Linked DNA regions of Canis lupus: region 1 is linked to region 2. The links are chromatin contacts, called in public Hi-C maps. All regions are on one chromosome and are shown on one strand. The core of a region is the stretch at or near the end of the contact, and the rest is flanking DNA. Distances in the headings are between cores, read along the strand shown. Region 1 overlaps NOX5 (NADPH oxidase 5). Region 2 holds the start of SPESP1 (sperm equatorial segment protein 1).

The links. Hi-C and Micro-C count contacts between places; a contact is called where the count stands out from the background.
Region 1: a Hi-C map of blood shows a contact between it and region 2, with 6 times the contacts expected there. The contact joins the enhancer-like site here to the promoter of SPESP1 in region 2. A contact is called at or near these places in 4 of 9 Hi-C or Micro-C datasets (amygdala, blood and liver).

Annotation. Positions count from the first base shown.
Region 1 is chr30:33,391,252-33,398,734 of UU_Cfam_GSD_1.0, reverse strand. NOX5 (NADPH oxidase 5) reads right to left here. Exons shown (of 20, transcript XM_038580823.1): 5 at 6,652-6,858; 6 at 6,373-6,530; 7 at 6,319-6,371; 8 at 3,608-3,833; 9 at 2,172-2,325; 10 at 1,753-1,931; 11 at 599-781. Among named protein-coding and RNA genes, the nearest start is that of NOX5, 85 kb to the right of the region's middle. Within about 2 kb of position 4,839, at least 11 of the 20 cell types and tissues checked have an H3K27ac peak or open chromatin away from gene starts, as enhancers often do. A contact at or near this core is called in blood and liver, where this site is marked.
Region 2 is chr30:33,306,588-33,314,057 of UU_Cfam_GSD_1.0, reverse strand. It overlaps SPESP1 (sperm equatorial segment protein 1), which reads right to left and starts at 3,739. Exons shown (of 2, transcript XM_038580824.1): 1 at 3,524-3,739. The coding sequence starts at 3,593. It overlaps NOX5 (NADPH oxidase 5), which reads right to left and starts at 3,664. Exons shown (of 20, transcript XM_038580823.1): 1 at 3,524-3,664.

The DNA.
Region 1 (7,483 bases), core at 3,590-6,089, 84 kb before region 2:
GGCTCCCCGTTGCCTGTAGGGCAAGGAGCCTCGGTCCCCCAGGCCCCACCCACACCTTCTCCCTGGCACCTTGGCTCCAGCTATGCCAAATTACCCACAGGCCCCAAATGCGGTATACCCTCCCACAACTCGGTGCCTTTGCTGGTGCTGTTCCTTCTCCCAGCAGCACCCTTCCTTGTCTTGTCTAGCCAAGGAACCCCTGCTCGTCTCTCAGAACCCTGCTGGGGCATCTCCTTCCTCCTTCTGGAGCCCTCTCTGACCTCTCAAGGATAGTTTTGTACCACCTGATGCTCTACTCTCAACAACACAGCCCTGCCCTATAATGCCAGGGCCAAGCAGGACGGTGCCTGAGCTGTCTCTGTGTTTCCGTCACCTAGCACAGGGCTGGCAACTTACAGGCTCTTCATATATGCTTCGTGAGCAGCAGGATCCTGTCATTCCTCCGCCTGAAGCATCACCCCTGAAGGCTAGACCAGATCCTGGGCTTTGCTTGTCTCCTCCACTGCACAGGGGCTTGGCTACACTAGTCCCTACTTCCTTGGGGGTCTAACAGGGCACCCAGCTGCTGCGCCCCACCACCTGCAGCTCCCCTTTGCACCTTGGAGGGAAGCAGATTGACTTCCACGATGCACAGGGCTGCCATGCGGGACACCGCTAGCCCGATGATCTTCTCTAGGAAGAACAGGGTGCCAGGGACCAGCAGCCACTTCCAGAAGTTGGGCCCATGCAGAATGAGCAGAATCCACATGGGAAGGTAGGACAGATGGGTCCAGTAGAACACCTGTGGGTGGGGGGGGGGAGTGGTAGTAGTAAGCTTGCAGAGCTCAAGACGGGGGAGGGTGGAACAGGGCCAGGGCTCAGGGCCATCCTCAAAGCCAGGGCGGCACCCAGACAGAGCCTTGGTCAAACACCCTCTCCTGGGGACAGGGCTGGGTAGGAGGCTGGGGATGGGAAGCTCTGGTGCTTCTTTATTCTGGGGGCTTGGCCCCGGGATAATAGAAGGGTTCCTGGTGCTTGCACCAAACATCTGAAACATCTGCCTAGGGATATCCTGGCTGAAGGGCTCAAGAGCATCAATGTCCCCATCACACTGACCCTTTTGGGTGGGTGGGTGGGGGGAGCAAGAAAAGAAAGACGGTAATTTCCTGGGCATGGAGAAGAAAGGGCAGAGCCGGAGTCTGAGTGCCTGAGCAAGTGGGAGGAGCGTGGGCCGGGCAATCACTGGTCTGAGTGTCAGACTTCTCGTTGGTCAAATAAGGATGCGGGTTCTCCCCTCAAAGCACTGCTGCTGGGGCTCTGAAAACGACTATCTGATGTGACCAGATCAGTCCAGGGGGCTCCAAACCAAATCTGTGACCTCCTGCATCTTGAGGACACTACACATGGGGAAGTGTCTGGAGCATCTGCGTGCCAGGGGAATAGTCAGTGGCTTTGCATATGTTATCTCATTTAATGCCTAAAATAACTTCATAGGTAGAGAATTATAGGTTCACTTGATAGATGAGGAAGCTTTAATCCAACTGGGCGGGGAGGGGGTGAGGGTGGGCACGCCAGCAAAAAGGCAGAGTCTTCCAGAACAACACAGCTTCCACTCGGCAGACATACACTACAACCCAAGGGCAGAACCCAAGGCACAGGCATGTGATGTGCAGAGTAGCCCGGGCACTTCCTGGGCTCTGCAGTAAATGAGAGGGGATGCAGCATGAAATGATGGGAGCCCAGCCTGGGATAGCAAAGGGCAAGGATGGACACCTCAAAGTGGCCGCTCCTTCTGATGCAGGAGCTGGAGCAGGCAAACATGAGAAGCAGTAGCAGCAGTAGTGCCACACCGGTCGGGGAGGCCAAGCCGTGGATCCAGCCAATGCCAGGCCTCGTCGTGAGCAGCAGTTCCCAAAACTGGAAGGGGCTGGCCTCGGCCTGAGCCTGGAGCGCTGGAGACAAATGCAAGACAAGCTCTTCCCTGTCCGCCTTTCCTCTGAGGGCCCCAGGGCTCCCCACCAGATTCCCCCCACAGGTAGGGACTTCCCTCCAGACCACCGGCTTAGGCGGGATACCGCTCCCCCCACCCCCAACCGGGTCTGCAGGACACACAGGGCCTGTGCCCTGTGTCCAGGGCTGGGGGTTTGTGAAAGGCTCATCCAGGGCCCCTCCCGCAGCCCCAGGCCACTCACCGAAGTTCACGATGTGGGCCACGGTGTGTACAAGGGAGAGCACAATCACCACATAGCCCACGAACTGGTGGAACTGGATGTTCTGATCCAGCGGCAGGACCTGAGCCAGCCACGTGGCCCGCAGCCATGTCAGGCAGCGCCTGAGCATCAGCACCTGGCAGGACACAGCAGCAGAGAGACCCCCTGGCTCTCTCCCAAACCCCCCACTCCCCCTTCCCCAGCAGCTGTCTCCCTGCCTCCCTCTGAGCTGGCTGTGCTTCCTGAACCGGTCCCTTCACCAGCTCCCCTGCCCCCCCAAGCCTTCCCTGCTCCCCTAAGTCCAGAGCTGAGGGTGTCCAAAGCACAGTCTCCGGGAACTGTGGCAGGATGAGAACAGGTTACAGGATGACTGCAGGTGTTACTTGTACCTAAACCCACGAGAAGCACATTGTGTCCACAGGGTGGACCCTCATATATCTGTACGTCAGCCCAGCACCTGTTATGTCTAGTTCTCGAGGTGTCCTGGAGGAACACCGGGTTTTTCCAAGGCCCTCCTTGCTCATTTGCTTTAACATATGTGAGCCCAGATATGTGGACTTGGTGATGACGTTGTCTGATTTTATTTTATTTTATTTTTTTATTTTTTTTTTCGTTGTCTGATTTTAGCCAAGCTAAACTGCCTCTCGCAGAAAGGACAAGTAGCTCAAAGAGTTTCCCTGCAGAGGAAGCGCTGATTCAAAGCAGTGTTAATAACTCAAGTGACCAAGCAAATGAGTCATGGGTCTCTAACCCTTGGTATGTAGCCAGGTCTGAGGATAAAAATAAAACCCACACAAGAGGCTGACATTATCAAGAAGAGTATGTGGACTAGAGATGTACATCCCTGATCATTAAGGATGATTCTTTCCTGATAGTTACCGCGTGCCCCGCGTCTGACGGCTACTGATAATAGGGCATGCACATCATCCGAAGGAAATATGTTGTGTCATTGGAAGGGTTTTTCGCTGTTTTAATTATAGGAGCACACAATCAAAAGATGCTTGGAGACCTCGCTCCCTGGCCCAGAGCATCATATTCGGATTAGCCTGTCACTCAAGGGCTCTTATCCCGGACTCCATCTGCTGGGCGCCCTGCACAGAAGCTGCCCATCTCCCCCTGGGGTCACCGCAGGATGTTGTGAACATCAGATGGGAAGGGCTTAGCACCCCCCCTGAATGTCCATAGTAATTGCACAAAAATGCCTGCTGTGTTTTACAGGCTGTGTGACCACGGACAAGTCACTGCCCCTCTCTGGGCCTCAGTGTCCACCGAGTGTTGACCTTCCGAGGCGCCCTCCCGCCCTGGTGCTCCAGGAGTCCACGTGTGGGTCCCTGCAGCCCTGAGGAACCTACATCAGCATCCCCACTCTCCCCACCCCACCCCGGCCACCTCTGGGCATCCTGCCCGCGGAGTCCTACCGCGATGAAGCTGCCGTCGAGGTTGAGGCACTGGCCGCAGCCCTTGGCCACCATGACGCTGGCGCCCCGGGCCCGGTGCTCGCTGGCCGCCAGCGCGAAGAGCAGCAGGTGGAGGCCCGCGAAGGCCGCCAGGCAGAGCAGGTGGCTGCGGTGGTTGTGCCAGTAGGCCCAGGTCAGAGCGCGCGGGCGGCGCGGGGCGGCGGGGGGCGTCAGCCAGTGGGCAGCGCTGCAAGGGACCGGCTGTGCTCAGGGCAGCTGCGGAGGGGAACGGGCCCCGGGGGCACCGAGGCACCCCACGCCCGCTGCCTTCCACCCACTCTCCGGGGCCTCGTGGCAAGCCGGCCGGCTTCCCGGTACACCCGGGAACAGAGAGGCCAAGCCACTGGCCCAGGGTCACACAGCTCGGCAAGGCCGAGATGGAACTCCCACCTGTCTGACGCTGCATCCGCCGCCGTTCTTATTACCTCCTTTACTTGCCAACCGAGGAGGGGGGGGAGTGATCCGAAAGGATGGAAGAGGGCAGCCCCCAAGGCCCAGCGGTTTAGCGCCGCCTTCGACCCAGGGCGTGACCCCGGAGACCCGGGATCGAGTCCCGCATCGGGCTCCCTGCATGGAGCCTGCTTCTCCCTCTGCCTGTGTCTCTGCCCCTCTCTCTCTCTCTGTGTGTCTGTCTTGAATAAATAAATAAAATCTTAAAAAAAAACAAAGAGGGATCCCTGGGTGGCGCAGCGGTTTAGCGCCTGCCTTTGGCCCAGGGCGCGATCCTGGAGACCCGGGATCGAGTCCCACGTCGGGCTCCCGGTGCATGGAGCCTGCTTCTCCCTCTGCCTGTGTCTCTGCCTCTCTCTCTCTCTCTCTCTCTCTCTGTGTGTGACTATCATAAATAAATAAAAATTAAAAAAAATAAAATCTAAAAAAAAAAAAAAGAAAGAAAGAATGGAAGAATCTGAGATATGTTGTGGTGGATAACCCACAAGTGAGTTAACACACCGAAAGAATCAACCGCGAGGGCTTGGAGTCAAACTTAGGTGTGTTGTTACCCTCTATTTTATTTTTTCCGCAGCCCTTACCTGTTTAGTGCCCCTCTAGTTTATGCGTCTGCTTATCGGCATTATAGACATTACCTATAAATCAGCCGTGCCTGCCCGACCACGTTGAATAAGTGTGTGCCTTTGCTAATTATTTGTGTGATCCTAGATAAGCTCCTTCAGGTGACGTGACTAATTTCCTTTTGGGCGTTGCTATAAAATGCACGGGTCTATTCGTAAAAATGCCCAGCCAATAGTGGGTGCTTAACACTGTGAAGTTGATTCTGAAAAGACACTGAAAACGGAGGCTTGACAACAGTTGCCCCGCACTACAGACCTTTGTCCCCTCTGAGAAAGCGGGTCAGGCTGGATGGACCTGGGCAGGCAGGATGCTGCCGGGCAGGGCAGGCGGCTGCGGGGCGGGGCTGGGCGGGGCTGAGCTGGACGCGGAGGGGCTGGGTGGGCGGGGCCAGGCAGGCTACAGCGGGGCGGGGATGGGCGGGGCCAATCAAGATAGGCGGGGAGGGGGGCGGGTCCAGGCAGGCTGCTGCGGGGCGGGGCTGGGCGGGGAGGGCGAGGCAGGGGTTTTGGCGGGGCTGAGCAGGACGCGGAGGGGCTGGGTGGGCGGGGCCAGGCAGGCTACAGCGGGGCGGGGCTGGGCGGGGCCAATCGGATAGGAGGGGCTGGTGGGCGGAGCCAGGCAGGATGAAGAGGGGCAGGGCTGGGCGGGGAGGGCGAGGCAGGGGGTTTGGCGGGGCTGAGCAACGCGGAGGGGCTGGGTGGGCGGGGCCAGGCAGGCTGCGGAGGGGCGGGGCTGGGCGGGGCCAATCCGGATAGGCGGGGAGGGGGCGGGGCCAGGCAGGCTGCTGCGGGGCGGGGCTGGGCGGGGCCAAGCAGGACGGGAGGGGGCTGGTGGGCGGGGCCGGGCCGGCTGCGGAGGGGCGGGGCTGGGCGGGGCCAATCAGGATAGGAGGGGCTGGTGGGCGGAGCCAGGCAGGCTGCTGCGGGGCGGGGCTGGGCGGGGCTGAGCAGGACGCGGAGGGGCTGGGTGGGCGGGGCCAGGCAGGCTACAGCGGGGCGGGGCTGGGCGGGGCCAATCGGATAGGAGGGGCTGGTGGGCGGAGCCAGGCAGGATGAAGAGGGGCAGGGCTGGGCGGGGAGGGCGAGGCAGGGGCTTTGGCGGGGCTGAGCAACGCGGAGGGGCTGGGTGGGCGGGGCCAGGCAGGCTGCGGAGGGGCTGGGCTGGGCGGGGCCAATCCGGATAGGCGGGGAGGGGGCGGGGCCAGGCAGGCTGCTGCGGGGCGGGGCTGGGCGGGGCCAAGCAGGACAGGAGGGGGCTGGTGGGCGGGGCCGGGCCGGCTGCGGAGGGGCGAGGCTGGGCGGGGCCAATCAGGATAGGCGGGGAGGTGGGCGGGTCCAGGCAGGCTGCTGCGGGGCTGGGCGGGGCCAAGCAGGACAGGAGGGGTGGGAATGGGCGGGGCCATGCGGGATGGGCGGGGCCGGGCAGGCTGCGGAGGGGCGGGGCTAGGCGGGCTGTTGCGGGGCGGGGTGGGGCGGGGCGGGGCCAGGCAGGCTGCGGAGGGGCGGGGCTGGGCTGAGGGATCCCCGAGCGTTCAGACCAGCCTGCGCAGCTGGAGCGGCACCTGCACGCGGGCGGTACCCACGCGGGACGCAGAGCCGCACCTGATGGTCAGGTTCTCCATGACCCCGGGGAAGCGCTGCAGCTCGTCCCGCAAGCTCGTCGAAGGTGATGGCGCCGTTGCAGTCCTTGTCGGCCGACTCGAAGAGCGCCAGCGTCAGCTGGTCCAGCTTCTCGTCGGGCAGCGAGATGGCGCTCTCGCGCATGCACGACCGCAGCACGGTGCGCAGCTCGTCCGCGTCGATGGAGCCGCTGCCTGTCCCAAGTGGGGATGCAGCCGAGTGAGGACGTGTGCTGGGCCCCACTCTGTACCTGCAGATCCCCCCCTGCCGTGCCCAGCCTTTGCGTGCGGTGGTGAACCTTCCCTATGCGCCCACCTCCGGTTTTCTGCCAACCAAGTCCCTTTTGGGGTATAGACCAGGCAGTCAAAGTACACAATGTCATCCTTGGCTCAGAAACGTTGCGTGGCTCCCTACTGTCCTGCTCAGCAGAGATAAACTCCTGCCCAAACATGGAGAATCTTAGTGCATGCCTTTCTCCAGAATCTACAGCCTCCTTTCTAAGTACTGAGCTTCCAAGACCATCTGCACAGAAGAGAACATTTGCTTGATTAATCTGTAAGGAGCTAGGTGCCTAGAGCCTCAATTATCCAGAGGCAAATTGTACATGGGTTGGTGGTGAAGGAATTTCCCTTTTGTTCTCCAGCTTGTAGCAGAATTTGCTCTTCCATGTTGTCCTGAGAGGTCAGAGCTGGGTACCCACGTCTGGCCATGTGACCTTACATGCACATGAGGGACCAAAGGTGTGATGGGAAAAGGAAGCCAAATCTACCCACTGAGATGAGATTGGGGGCGGGTTTTTTTGTTTTGTTTTGTTTTGTTTTTGTATATATTTCCATTCTTCATAAGCAGCAGAGCCTGTGATTAATGAGTTCTTGGCGTGATTTGGTGCGGACACACTTGAGGTAGCTTCCTGTTTCTGCCCCTTACTAACTGATGGTGGGCTGTAAGTCCTATGGAAGTGAACCTTACTTTGCTCATCTATAAAATGGAGATAATAATTCGTCCCTTTCAGAACTGGCTCAAGAAAAAAAAAAAAAAAGAACTGGCTCAAGGACAATTGATAATTATAAAGCACTTATTGCAGTATCTGGAAAAAGGTAGTTGCATATACATGGAAAGTCGTATTGGTACCGTGATCACCATGAAG
Region 2 (7,470 bases), core at 2,490-4,989:
TAGTAGTGAATTTTATTTTTGAACTGGAGACAAAAGGTATCTGCTTTTCTTTTGAATGTATTTACCAACACATTTCAACAATTATTGCTGTTTGCTGTGTTACTACTCCCTTGCCTTTTGTGGTCTATCAGGACAAAGGCCTTCCTAAGGACAAATATATGCCAATAAACACACATAATTGAGTCTTCTTTAAACACCAATCTGGAGAAGCAAGTTAAGAGGTTTTCTTATATGAGCTTAAAACAATCCTGTATCATTAACTCTACTTTTGCTGACTGATTCAAAGAGATAATCAGGAAAAAACAATTTATTCATGAAATATTAAAAAAGAGCCCAAAAGCTAATATTTCACATTCTTGTGTTTGTAGCTTCAGGCTCATGAATATTTGGTGAATTAAAATTATAAAAGGCAAATTACATAATAGTATCCAAATATATAACTATTATGTAAATGATACTTTAGGAGGTTTTTTTTTTTTTTTTTAAAGCAACAAGAATTCTCATTAAGAAGTAAAGCAGAGGCACCTGGGTGGCATCTGCCTTCAGCTTGGGTCATGATCTCAGAGTCCTGGGATCAAGCCTGAATTGGGCTCCCTGCTCAGTGGGGAGTCTGCTTCTCCCTCTTCTTCTGCCCCTATCCCCACTTGCATTTGCTCTCTCTCTCAAATAAATAAATAAAATCTTTAAAAAAAAAGAAGTAAAGCAAGTCATACACTGCATATACATTAAAGAGGTATCATTTTTAAATTTGGAAAATATTTAAAACCAAAACTATGGAAAAATCAGATATAAGAAAATTAACTGAATGTATATAAACTTAAGTATATAGTAAAAGAGTGTTTATCCAGCACCATCAGGCTGTGTATGCATGTACAGGAATGTAGACTGCTGTATACCCAAGCCTTATTCATATCCAACTGAATTTAGATTAAGCCAGTACTAGCTAAACTTGGGTTGAGCTTATTAGAAAGGTATGGACAATTAAAAGAAGTACCGAGGTTTTCAACAAATATAATTACTTAATACCCATGATCTCTGTATAAGATAACCTTAAAGCTTAGCATGCTAGAAAAAAAAGTCAAAGCTGCAGTTTTCATTATAAAAAGCTATGTGGAGCATTTTTTATATGATTCTTTTGCCAACAAATGTTGGAATAGTGGCCATGTAACATAAGGAAAATCTCTTTTTTTGAAAAAGATTCTATTTATTATTCATGAGAGACACAAAGAGAGACAGCCAGAGACACAGGCAGAGGGAGAAGCAGGCTCCATGCAGGGAGCCCTACGTGGGACTCGATCTTAGGTCTCCAGGATCACACCCTGGGTTAAAGGCAGACACTCAACTGCTGAGCCACCCAGGCGTCCCAAGAAAAATCTCATTTAAATCAAACATAAGGATAAGCCTGGTTTCTCTTGGTGTACTTATTCCAATAAATAAATAAAATTACTTAGAAAAAAGAATTAGAGAAAGTACCCATACTAACATTGCCCTACATATCTCTTAATACACTTCTGTGGAAAAGAAGTAAATTACATTTTCAAGATGTGTTCTATGAACTGTATATATATTTTCCTTCTGTCTTGGGTCATCTACATATTTAACACAAAACTGCCCTTTTTTCTGAGAAGTATCTTTTAATTTCCTGCAAGCCTTAAGAAAGCTTAAGGAAGAGGGCACAAAGAAAAGAATTGGCCATGAAATGATGCACTTAGGCAGGAGACTGCACTGACTCAAGTGAGGATCCAGCAATCCCAGAGTGTACTATGTGACAGTAATTTTTTTAAAAAGATTTATTTATTCATGAGAGATGCAGAAAGAAAGGCAGAGAGAACAGGCAGACAGAAAAGCAGGCTCCATGCAGGGGGCCCGATGCGGGACCATGCGAGACTCGATCCCAGGACCCCAGGACCCCGGGATCACCACCTGAGCCAAAGGCAGATGCTCAACGGCCGAACCACCCAGGTGCCCCTTGTGACCGTATCAATGTCACTTCAACTAAAGTCTCCATACATGTCAGTCAGTTGTGACTCACTGATCTACAGCTACCAAAAATGCAATAACTGAGGTTAGTAATAACGACCATCAGACATCAAGAAAGGTGTCATCTTCGGGGTGTCTGTTTCTTTACGGTAAAGAAGAAACATTTTACAAAGCCATCTCTAAAACAATCTAACAGTCGTTAAGTGCTGGTGTTTAAAGGGCTAACTTTGGTTCTCTAGGACACTTTATCCAGAATTTTTCTCACTACCAGGAATGATGCAGGTTGTGTTGCATTTTCATTTTTAATAAAAGATTTTATTTATTTATTCATGAGAGACACAGAGAGAGAGAGAGAGAGAGGCAGAGGCACAGGCAGAGGGAGAAGCAGGCTCCATCCATGCAAGGAGCCCGACGTGGGACTCGATCCCAGGTCCCCCATATTTTCATTATTTATTTATTTATTTATTTATTTATTTATTTATTTTATTTTATTATTATTATTTTTTATTTTCATTTTTTAAATCTAAGTTTTAACCAAGACCTTTTCACAAATTCTGAAACGCAGCGCTTCCTAACCGGCACGCTCCTTGGTACTTTTTTCACACCTACCTGTCAAACCTTTTTTCCGGTTAAACCAACCCCAACGCTACTAAATTGTCACCATGGACTAGACGGACGAGCCTCTGGGCTCAGGGTCAGTCCTACGTGAAACAACAGGTACGGGACACTCCACGTAAAACACCGCCTCACGTCCGCACGTTAACGGAGTAGCCGCGGCCGGCTTTGATTTCTGACCTTTACTGGTTTTCGGGAACAAGTCCTCTTATTAAAGTTTCACTTCCGCTTAAATGAATGAGGCTGTGAATGCCGCGTGCACTGGAGGAGGAGCCGCAGGAGCGCCTAATGGGGTAACGGGGTCGGTGGGTGCCCTCGACAGGCACCACGATCCACACGCTCTCCACGTTTTACCACAGCGGGTAAGGACAGACCGTTTTTGTTTTTGTTTTTTTCTTTTCTCCTCTTTTTTTTTTTTTTTCCTGTAAAAGGTCAGACAGGGTCAAGTTCTTGAGGCTTTGCAGGCCACCCCGTCTGTCTCTGGGCCAGCGACCTAATTCTGCGGCTGTTCACGCGGGAAAGCAGCCGTGGGCAAGTCCTGAAGGGAACGAGCGTGGCTGTGTCCCAATAAAACTTTATCTGTCAACTGGAAATGTCATAAGTTTCCCACGTGTCTGGAGGCATTACATTTTTGTGTGCACCTTTAAAAATGTAAAAAAAAAAAAAAAAAAGAAAGAAAGAAAGAAAAAAACCCACCACTCGGCTCGCAGCGTGCAGAGCCCCCCGCCCCCCCGTTTTGTCCCACGTGCAGAGACTCTGGCCAAAGGGGGCGAGAGGTCAACCGCAGGGGTCACGGGGGGTCACAGCTCCAGGTACCCCGCGTGTCAGGCCCGGGCCCCGCCCCTTGTAGGGCCCCGGGGGGCGGCGGGGCTTCCCTCAGAGGCGTCCCCTGTGCCGCCGCCGCCGCCGCCGCCGGGCGCTCACTCACTCGGATAGGCCGGCACGGACGAAGGCCAGAGCAACAGCGCTGCTACGAGGACCAAGGACTTCATGGGCATCGTCCGCAGCACTCCGCCATGCGACGGGAACGTCCTGGGCCGCCGGGCCGGGTACCTCAGCACCGAAACGAGGGGGCGTCTGCGGCGACCGTCGCCGCCTCGGGGCCGTCGGCGCCCTGCAACGGTTGCCCCCAGCGCGCAGGCGCAGCCAGGGTGGGGGAGGGGAGCGCGAGCGGCGCGCGGGGGGCGGGGCCACGACGCTCCGCCCACGCCGCGGTGCGCATGCGCGCTCGACCTCGGCGGCGCGCGCGGCTGCGAACGTCCAGCTGCGGGAGCGAGTCCTGCAGCTGCGGGGTCCGGGATGCGCTGGGGAGCACGGAGGAGGCGCCCGCGCCCCAAAGACCGCGGGGAGGAGGCTCCCCGCACGGGGGAGAGCTGGACGCTCCCCGCAACAACCGGAAATAGTCCCGCCTAATTGCAGCCAAAGGCGGGGGGAAGTGGTGGTGGTGGTGGTGGTGCAGGTGTTGGAGGGGAGGGAGGAGAGCTGCGTAGGCATTAAAGCCGCGTTCAGGGGCTTGGGTTTGTTTTGCTTTTTCCAAAGTTCTCCCCCCTCCCTACTCCCTCCTCCTTTTTTAAAAGACAAAGTCTGGAGACAAGCTATGGTGAATAGGTCTGCGGTTGTCTGGGCTTAGGGATGGGGGAGAACGTGGCTATAAAAGGATAGGATGAGGGTGTGGTTTGGAGCGGCAGAGAGTTGTGGCCTCAGACTCTTCGCAGGTGTTAAAGTGCACAGAACGACACCACCGAGAATAAATTTCACGAGAGGAGAATATCCGAAAGTTCGTGCGCACCCGTATCTCTGCTTCAGGAGGCAAAAGGGCATAGGTTCTATGCTGCGGCAAGGGGGAGATCCTGCAAGGTCTAAAGCTGGGGGAAAGGTGTGATGAGATTTGCATTTCAGAAGGGTCTCCTTGCTGGGTCGAGGATGGGTGGGAGGGAAGGAAGCGGGAGGAAGAGGCGGGGAGCCAGGGGAGAAGATTGTTCCAGGATTCCAGGCGGGAATTGACGACGGAGACTGGGCACATGGGGCCAGCGGAAAAGAGATTGAGAGACTGGGAAATTGTCTGAATGTGAGCCCCGAGGGAGAAGGAGATCATGCTCATTTTTCTGGCTTGAGCGCCTTGCATGTGGTGTGAGACGGGGAATACAGGAGTTGTGGGTGATGGAGGAAGAGTTTAGTTTTTTAGTTTTTTGGTTTTTTTTAGATTTTATTTATTTATTCATGAGAGACATAGAGAGAGAGAGAGGGAGAAGCAGGCTCCATGCAGGGAGCCTGATGTGGGGCTCGACCCCGGGTCTCCAGGATCAGGCCCTGGGCTGAAGGCAGGTGCTAAACCGCTGAGCCGCCTGGGCTGCCGGAGAAGTTTATTTTTAACATAGTTCTGTTGAGACGGGCTTGGGGCCTCCTACTGAGGGAGCCTATCCAGTGAGCCCAAAGATGTGGGGCTCTAGAGACAGCTGAGATGAAGAGGAAGATGTAGGAGGCATCAGCATCTAGAAGGGGGGAATGTGTGGGATTGCCCGGGCAGAGCTTTGAGAGGTGAAGTCCCTTGGGCCTAGTCAGATGCCTGGAAAACATGGCAGGCCAGAAGGAGGAGGATGGACTTGCAAAGGAGATGTAAAGTGGGGAGAGGAAAAGCAGGAGAGAATGGAAGCTTTGTGGGAGAGGAGTTTAAGGCTGTCCCATGCCTCTGAGAAGTCAAACAAGAGAACTTCCATTAGCAACAGGATCCTTGACAGAAGCAGTTTCAGTGGACTGGTTTGGGCAGAAGCCAGACCACATGAGTCAAGGAATGATTAAGAGCTGAGGATATGGTGTCAGCTAGTACAGACAGTTTTTTCAAGGTTGATGCAGGAGTCTTGGGTGTGCCCTCCCAGTGCGCTAGCAGCCGTCTAGAATAAATACTTACAACTATTTGAAAAGCAATTTGGAATATATGCCAAAAGCCTTAACATAATATACATACTATGATGTAAATGATATAACATAAATGTAGTGGGGTATATGTCCGAAAATAGCCAGAATGGATCATCGTCTATAATTAAAAAAAAAAAAAAAAAAAAGAGAATGGTATAAAGTTTTTTTCTAAATAAATGTTCCAAAATATTGTCAGAATATTGGGCAACTAGAGGCGCCTGGGTGGCTTGGTTAAGCATCTACCTTCAGCTCAGGTCATTATCCTGGAGTCCTGGGATCAAGCCCCAGATCAGGCTTCCTGCTCAGCAGGGAGTCTGCTTCTCCCTCTGCTGCTCCCCCTGCTTGTGCTCTCTCTCAAATAAAAAAGTAAAATTAAAAAAAATTTAAAAAAGAAAAAGAATACTGGGCAAGTATTAAAATGGTGTTCATGAGGTATATTCAGTTTGTGTGGAGGTCTTTCCACCGTAGTGGGTTATATTTGAGGTATTACCTGAGGTCTTACCCTCCCTGGGCTTCCTTGTCCCACTACCTTTCATTCCATCACTGAGGTATCAGTGGTCACCTTAAGGAAAGAAATGAGATTGGGTGGAAAAGGGGAGATTTTGAAGGAAGAATTTTTCTTTTTTACTCTTAATTTTTTTCTTATCCCTTGAATTTTTTCAAACAAAATTGTATTATGTATTATGCATTTTTCATGTAATGAAAAATAAAAACTTTTTACAAAATCTAGAAGCTTGGAGAAGTAATGGTAAAAGTAATATGCATCTTATGCCTTCATGCTTTCTCCTGCTGATTTCATTGAAAAAAAATTTTTTTTAGAGAGGGTGAAGGAGGGAGAGATGGAAAGAGAGAGAGAATCTTGAGCAGGTTCCATGCCCAGTGTGGAGCTCAATGCCAGGCTCAATCTCAACTCTGAGATCATGACCTGAGCTGAAGTCCAAGAGTCAGATATTTAACCAACTAAGCCACTGAAATATTTTTAAAGCGAGTAATTTCTACCCAAAAAATTGTATTTGGCCCTTATCTGTGCTTCACTTCTGGACTCTGTAACTGTTCTGATACTTGATCACACAGTATCATTTAATATTATATGATTTTTTTCCTCAGGGATATATTGTATCATCCCTTAATGGTGGTTCTTATGCTTCTCCATTTCACACAGCACCTTATTGGTGCTCAATAAAGCCTAACATAACAGTTCATGCTCTTCAACCTAAAGGAAGAGACACCAACCCGTCCTTCCTCTGAGCCTCCCAGACCTATTAAAATCCACTTGTGTTTCAAGGCCCAAATGCCACATCTGCTAGAAGCCTACCCCTTCCTCATCCCTCCAATTAGAATATATTTTATTTTCCCTATCCCATATTTCCACAAAGCTATATTATAGCCTTTCCTCCCATTTAATTACTGTGTTTTATTTTTACAAGTCAGTCCTCTCTAGACCAAAATCTTTGAGGTCAGAAAAGCAGATCTAAGTTATCTCTGGGCACCCTCCCCAGCCCAGCATTGCATTCACAGGTTGTTCAATAAATGCATGTTTGAGTTCAAAGGAAATTAAAAGGTTGGGATTTTTTACGTAGGCTTTTACAGAATCCTAAAAGGAGCTAAGTCTCTCAGCTGCAGAGAAGTCCCAGCACAAATTTCAATTTCAAGAAACTCAGCTCTTAAGTGTCTCTGATGCCATTATTTAAGCCCAGATGAAGGAATGGCACTGGTCTCATCTACTCTTTTCTCTATATATCCCTACAAGTAATCTTGGACAATAAATTTCTAATTGTAGATTGCTGTCAAATGGAATGCATCAATTTCCATACTCATCAATAATATAATGACTTAAGGGGCGCCTGTATGGCTCAGTTGGTTGAGCACCCAGTTCCATTTTGGTTCAAGCCATGATCTCAGGGTCATGAGATCAAGCCTTGTATCAGGCTCCTTGCTGGATGTGGAGCCTGCTTAAGA